2 separate regions of the Mus musculus genome follow, and region 2 is linked to region 1. Evidence: chromatin contacts called from public HiChIP or PLAC-seq data. All regions are on one chromosome and are shown on one strand. The core of a region is the stretch at or near the end of the contact, and the rest is flanking DNA. Distances in the headings are between cores, read along the strand shown.

Region 1 (2,763 bases), core at 183-2,682:
CTCTCTATCACTAGAAGATTCTCTTTGGGAGAGGAAAAGATGTAATCACAAAGTCATTTAGGTTGCTTCTCATGACAACTGAATGGATATACATATCATGGGACATTCTGAAGCTGCTATCTCTTATTCTTTCATCCTTCCCATAGCTTCAGAAACATTCATTTTGGCCACTTTCAGACACCCTTCATTATGAGCAGCTATTCTCTGGAATGGAGATTAAGCAAGCCGGTCCTCTGAGGTGAGCGTCAACTTGTAATACCAACTGATGATCTGAACTTGATCCTCAGGACCCAAGCAAAGGTAGTAGAAAAGAAGTGACCAAACAAAGCTGTCCTCTTATTTGTATACACATGACATATCATGTGTGTCCATATACACACATCCATATCTAGCACATACAAGAACAACAGCAGCAACAACAACTTGAAAAATAGCCAGATCTTGAAAGGTATCATGACAATACTCAAATGTATAGTTGTGCAGTTCTTTTTAGAGGAGTTTAGAGGATTAAAATAGTATAACTATTTTAAAATAGACACATATAATGTGATAATGTGATTATTTAGTACTGATTCCAGGAATTCCTTTTTCTGTGGAGTTCAGCCAAGAATGCAAAGTGTGTGTGTGTTGTGTGTGTGTGTGTATAGCCACACAATTTTCTATCTATTACATAATAGTAAATTAGTGACTTGGTTTTACAAACCCAGAGCCCAAACAGACAGTCTCTATTTAAAATAGATAAAAATATCTGTGGCTGATGGGGGTTTTGATTAACTAGTTATATGTTATGAAAATTTGGTAACACATTTCTTTGAGATTTACTGCAATGAATTGGGAAGTGACCCAGAGAAAGACCAGATCTCAGAACTTGTAACAGATGCAGATGAAATTAGTTCTGACTCTAACTCTTCATGCAGACATCATGCCTTCTTTTCTACAGTGTATTTCCTGGACCTCCAGTACCTGACAGACAGCACATAAGCAATACTTTCTGAATGAATGACCAGATCATTGTGGGTAAATCCATTGTGTGTAGGGCACTAAGTGAGGAACAAAGGAGAACGCAAGGGATAGCTGTTGCACCATGATGATGTGAAACTGTGCTAAAGAAATCACATACCAATAAAGTGAGGTCTACCCATATTACTTGAAAAGAGAAAGTCCAAATTAATGAGATGATGTCTCATCCTGCAGGTTTCATATGATCTTTTCCCATTTTATATTTCTACTACATTTCTTGTTTCCTACAATCTCTTCTGCACAGGTAGAGTAACACAAAACCACAGCTATTTCAAACCATCTCTCCCTGAGACTGAACTTGTCAGAAGAGCAATAATTGCATGACACACAGTGGCTTCTTCTACAGGGTCCAGAATGCAGAGAGGACGGTTGTCATTGTGGCCCAGGTGGGGTTTCTTGTGGCAAACAGCAGCCAATAGGAAATGTACAAGACTTGGGTGGTTTCCTCAAGCAAAGGCAGGCTGGAGTGTTAAGGGCACAGATGTAAAGTCAGGTGTTGTAAATAGCAGCTGCACGCAGCAAATCAAACACTGGTTTTTGAATCAACAACAGTGGAGGCATTCCTGCACAGCCAACATCTACAGACTAAGTATTTCTAAAAGGGTAACTGGTATTTTCCCTAAGGGGTAAGGAGCACTCACACTGTAAGCTTCTGCCACTCCCAGGGCTGTATAAATGCTAGGAGGATCATTTTATCATGAGCATTTCTACATTTCCATGAACAATGAGAAGCACGAACGTAGACTTTTCACAGATTATAGAAAGGTAGAAATAGTTCAAGAGCTCTGAAATATAGAATAGGAAATGCAAAAATTATAAACAAGATTCTAAAATGTGAAACAGGCAGTTGAAGGATTCAGAGTATGGTGACAAACTTACAAGTACTCAGATATTGGGGAAATATTTCCTCTTTCTTTAAAATTGAAGCATACTACATATTACATGTGTTCTAGTATATGGAACCCTTCCCTATAGCATACTATGAAACTCAAAAATATTTAAAAATAAATTATAATTTCCTTATGTGTTTTGCAAATGTAAAAGAGGTCACATCATTTGTGTGAAGAAAACTAAAACGGAGCATACCCAAGTCATTTTCTGTTCTGATATAATTTTAAACACATAAGGAAAATTCAAAATACATCATTTACTATCTTTTGCTCCAATCACTAACTCATAGTGGTCACTGCTCATTCAAAAAAGATTCAATTAACTTTCTACTCTAATGTCATTTAGTAAATCAGAGATAATCTTCAAAGTAATCCACATTTCATTAAAATCCAAATAGAATCCATAATTTCAGAAACTAAACTGATAGAGGATAAAGAATATTTTGTTTGTCTATAATAGAGTGATAATCATAAACCAGTACTCTGTAATACTCTGAAAATGTGTCTTGATGAGACTGAATGGAATTTTAATTTCTTTTCCCTACAATAAGATAAATATAGAAAGCGGGGCAGGGAGAGAGAGTTGCTATAATATTGCAATATGAAGTATATAATCCCTTTAAGGCAGGGATTCAGCCTAACAAGCGGTTTTTAATTTCTGTGAATAAAACACGAACTTTTCTCCGACTTAGCATTTGCTTTTTTAAACAAAGGACTAAATTCAGGCATCTCCACAGTAACTGTGTAAATAATAGGATCAGGAATTTAGAGGCTTGAAAGAATAGTCCAATGGTTGAGGGCACTTGCTACTCTTGCAGAGGACCCAGGTTTGGTTCCCAGCACACACAGAAGA
Region 2 (2,763 bases), core at 78-2,577, 100 kb before region 1:
CTTATAAAAGGCTAACTAGCCAATATTTTAAGATTAGCTTTGTGAAGCAACCACAGAGTCTCACATTTGCATCTCAGATAATGTTTACACGTTATATACTTTTACTCTTTTTTTTCTCTTGAAACTATTTAAAAATGCAAAATCCACACTTGACTTGAAAGTAGTACAGAACAGGTGGCAGGCTGGCTGTGGCTCACAAGCAGTTGTTTGCCAACCTTTGTCCTAAGCCCCATGAAACACAGGGTAGAAAAGAGGCTGGTGTGCCAGCCAATAATCAGGTCTCTGAGCAACAAAACCACATCTTAGCAAGGTTGTGGATGTGAGTTCAGGGAGAAGCTGTGAAAAACAGGTGCAGGAGAGAGAGAGAGAGAGAGAGAGAGAGAGAGAGAGAGAGAGGGAGGGAGGGAGGGAGGGAGGGAAGGGAGGGAGGGAGGGAGGGAGAGAGAGAGAGAGAGAGAGAGAGAGAGAGAGAGAGAGAGAGAGAGAGAGAGAGAGCTGGGCTAGCCTGCTAGATACTTACTTTTGATTTCTTTGGCTGCCTGGCAAAGTCTTCCAAAGGCCGTTTGTATTTAATGGGGAAGCACACATCTACATGTTTAATGTCTTGGGTCAGATAACACTCAGATTGAGATGACTATTTCATACTCATAATCACTTGCTGTTCCAACCTATTGTCAGCAGTACCTGCTCATCAAGTGCCCGATAAAATAACTGAAACTCCTTTGCCACTGGAAATGAACAGTTAGCAGATGGCAGTTGAGACCTCCAAAGGAGCTGAAGTGAGATGTCTCCATGGTTGGCAACAGAGTCTATCTCCTTTGGTAAAAAGTTCTCCAAATGCCATTCTGTCTCCTAGAACATAGACCTAAGTGGCCGATTAGCTGTAGAGAAGCTTGGACCTCCTGCAGAACCCTCTATTGTTCCAAATTGCTCTTACTACAGTAGCTTTAAACTTACATTGCTGATGGATCATAGTAACACATCTGTACTCGCTAGTTTTCTGTTAGCTTGACTGAGATAGAGTCATCTGGGAAGACGGAACCTCAGTTGAGAAAATATCTCTATCATATTAACCTATTAGACAAGAAAGTAGAAGATATTCTTGAATAATGATTGATGTGTAAGCGCAGTTTACAATGAGTGGAACCATGCCGAGGCAGGTGGTATTGGGTTACTTAAGAAAGCAGATGGAGGAAGCCATGGAGAACAAGTCAGTAAGCATCATTTTCTTACTTCAATTAAGTAAGTCTGCTTTAGTTTCTGCCTTCAGGTTCATATCCTGTTTGATTCCCTGTTTTGGCTTCCCTTCATGACAGCCTGTAAGCTGCAAGATGAAATCATCTCTTTCCTTCCCCAGCTGCTTTTGGTCATGGTCACAGCAATAAAAAGCAAACTAGAACATAACCCAAATATATTCATTTCTTCCCAGCTGCAATAAGGTAAGCCAAGTGCTAGGGCTCATCTGCTGCTGGCTACACAAAGCAGAACAACTGTTTACCACTTAGAAGCCATAGGCTGACTCTCCATATCACAGCCTTTAACATGGGTCTCTCTCAGACACGTATTTGTAATCTGGAGCACCCCCTAGTTAGCTCCTTTCTGATGACACTATAGGATGGGGAGACTTCAACACAATATTCCGTTGGACAATAATATGTTCAAGTTCCCTGCAGACTAGGGAGGCCCTGTCTGCATTATGGAGATAAGGCTCATGCACAAGCATGAAAATTGATACATTGTTCTGTAATAAAACAAATGATTTTTTTTTAAGAGAAAAAGAAGGCCTGCTGAAACAATGGACTTAGTGGCTGAGTTCTTATTCTGGTATAGACTTCCTGATTCACGAGGGACAAGTGTGAAGCTTTGAGCAGACGCTGGCTCACAGGCAACACTTTGAGGACCACTGCGCTACTCTAGATCCGAACATGACAGAGATCAGACATCACTTGGATAAAAGACAGTAAGGCTGTAACTGCTGAAACTCTGGGGCAAAGGTGAGGCATTGTAGGTTATAGTTACTGATGAAAACTAAAAAGAAAGCATTTGCTAGGTCAGCGGGTTTATATCACATGCCAGAGGCTGACATGTTTTAGTAAAGATACTAGTTATTGCTTGCTTGCCTGAGATTCCCAGGAGCTCACCTGCCCCCCGCCCCTAGCAAAAGAGTCATATGTTCATCAAACATATGAGTGACCTATTGCCCTAACATAGCTTGATGGATGTGTTTTAGGGCCTCTTATGACTATTTACAGTGGCACCAGAACAATTAGGGGACCAACAAGGCTAAGTGAAGCACTCAGAAACTGACAAAACCTGAACGAAGCCATTGCCATTACTGGATCTGAGGCATCAAAAGATAATGTGCTTTTATCGGAATATGGAAAGCTGGAACAATGGGTGAATATCGGCCTTCAGGTCACTGGTACGGAAGCTGTGGTTGTCATAAAAGCTGTGGAACTGACTTCTCCTTTTGCATGCTGGCTGATCTCTCTCTCTCTCTCTCTCTCTCTCTCTCTCTCTCTCTCTTTCTCATTTTATTTTTTATTAGATATTTTCTTCATTTATATTTCAAATGCTATTCCAAAAGTCTCCCATATCGCCCCCCCCCCCGGCGCCCTGCTCCCCAACCTACCCACTCCCTCTTCCTGGCCCTGGTGTTCCCCTGTACTGGGGCATATAACCTTTGAAAGACCAAGGGCCTCTCCTCCCAATGATGGCCAACTAGGCCATCTTCTGATACATATGCAGCTAGAGACATGAGCT

What was found. HiChIP or PLAC-seq counts read pairs in DNA pulled down with a chosen protein or histone mark.
Region 2: an H3K27ac HiChIP or PLAC-seq map of double positive thymocytes shows a contact between it and region 1, with 7 read pairs. The contact joins two enhancer-like sites. A contact is called at or near these places in 2 of 15 datasets of contacts at CTCF or cohesin (CD8 T cells and the NIH/3T3 cell line), 1 of 484 Hi-C or Micro-C datasets (memory CD8 T cells) and 3 of 115 datasets of contacts at active chromatin or transcription factors (CD8 T cells, double positive thymocytes and thymocytes).

Annotation. Positions count from the first base shown.
Region 1 is chr10:28,512,465-28,515,227 of GRCm38.p6, reverse strand. All of the region lies in intron 13 of Ptprk (protein tyrosine phosphatase, receptor type, K), which reads right to left. Among named protein-coding and RNA genes, the nearest start is that of Themis, 150 kb to the left of the region's middle. Within about 2 kb of position 1,432, at least 26 of the 459 cell types and tissues checked have an H3K27ac peak or open chromatin away from gene starts, as enhancers often do. A contact at or near this core is called in double positive thymocytes and memory CD8 T cells, where this site is marked.
Region 2 is chr10:28,617,080-28,619,842 of GRCm38.p6, reverse strand. No RefSeq gene overlaps it. Among named protein-coding and RNA genes, the nearest start is that of Themis, 50 kb to the left of the region's middle. Within about 2 kb of position 1,327, at least 17 of the 459 cell types and tissues checked have an H3K27ac peak or open chromatin away from gene starts, as enhancers often do. A contact at or near this core is called in double positive thymocytes and memory CD8 T cells, where this site is marked.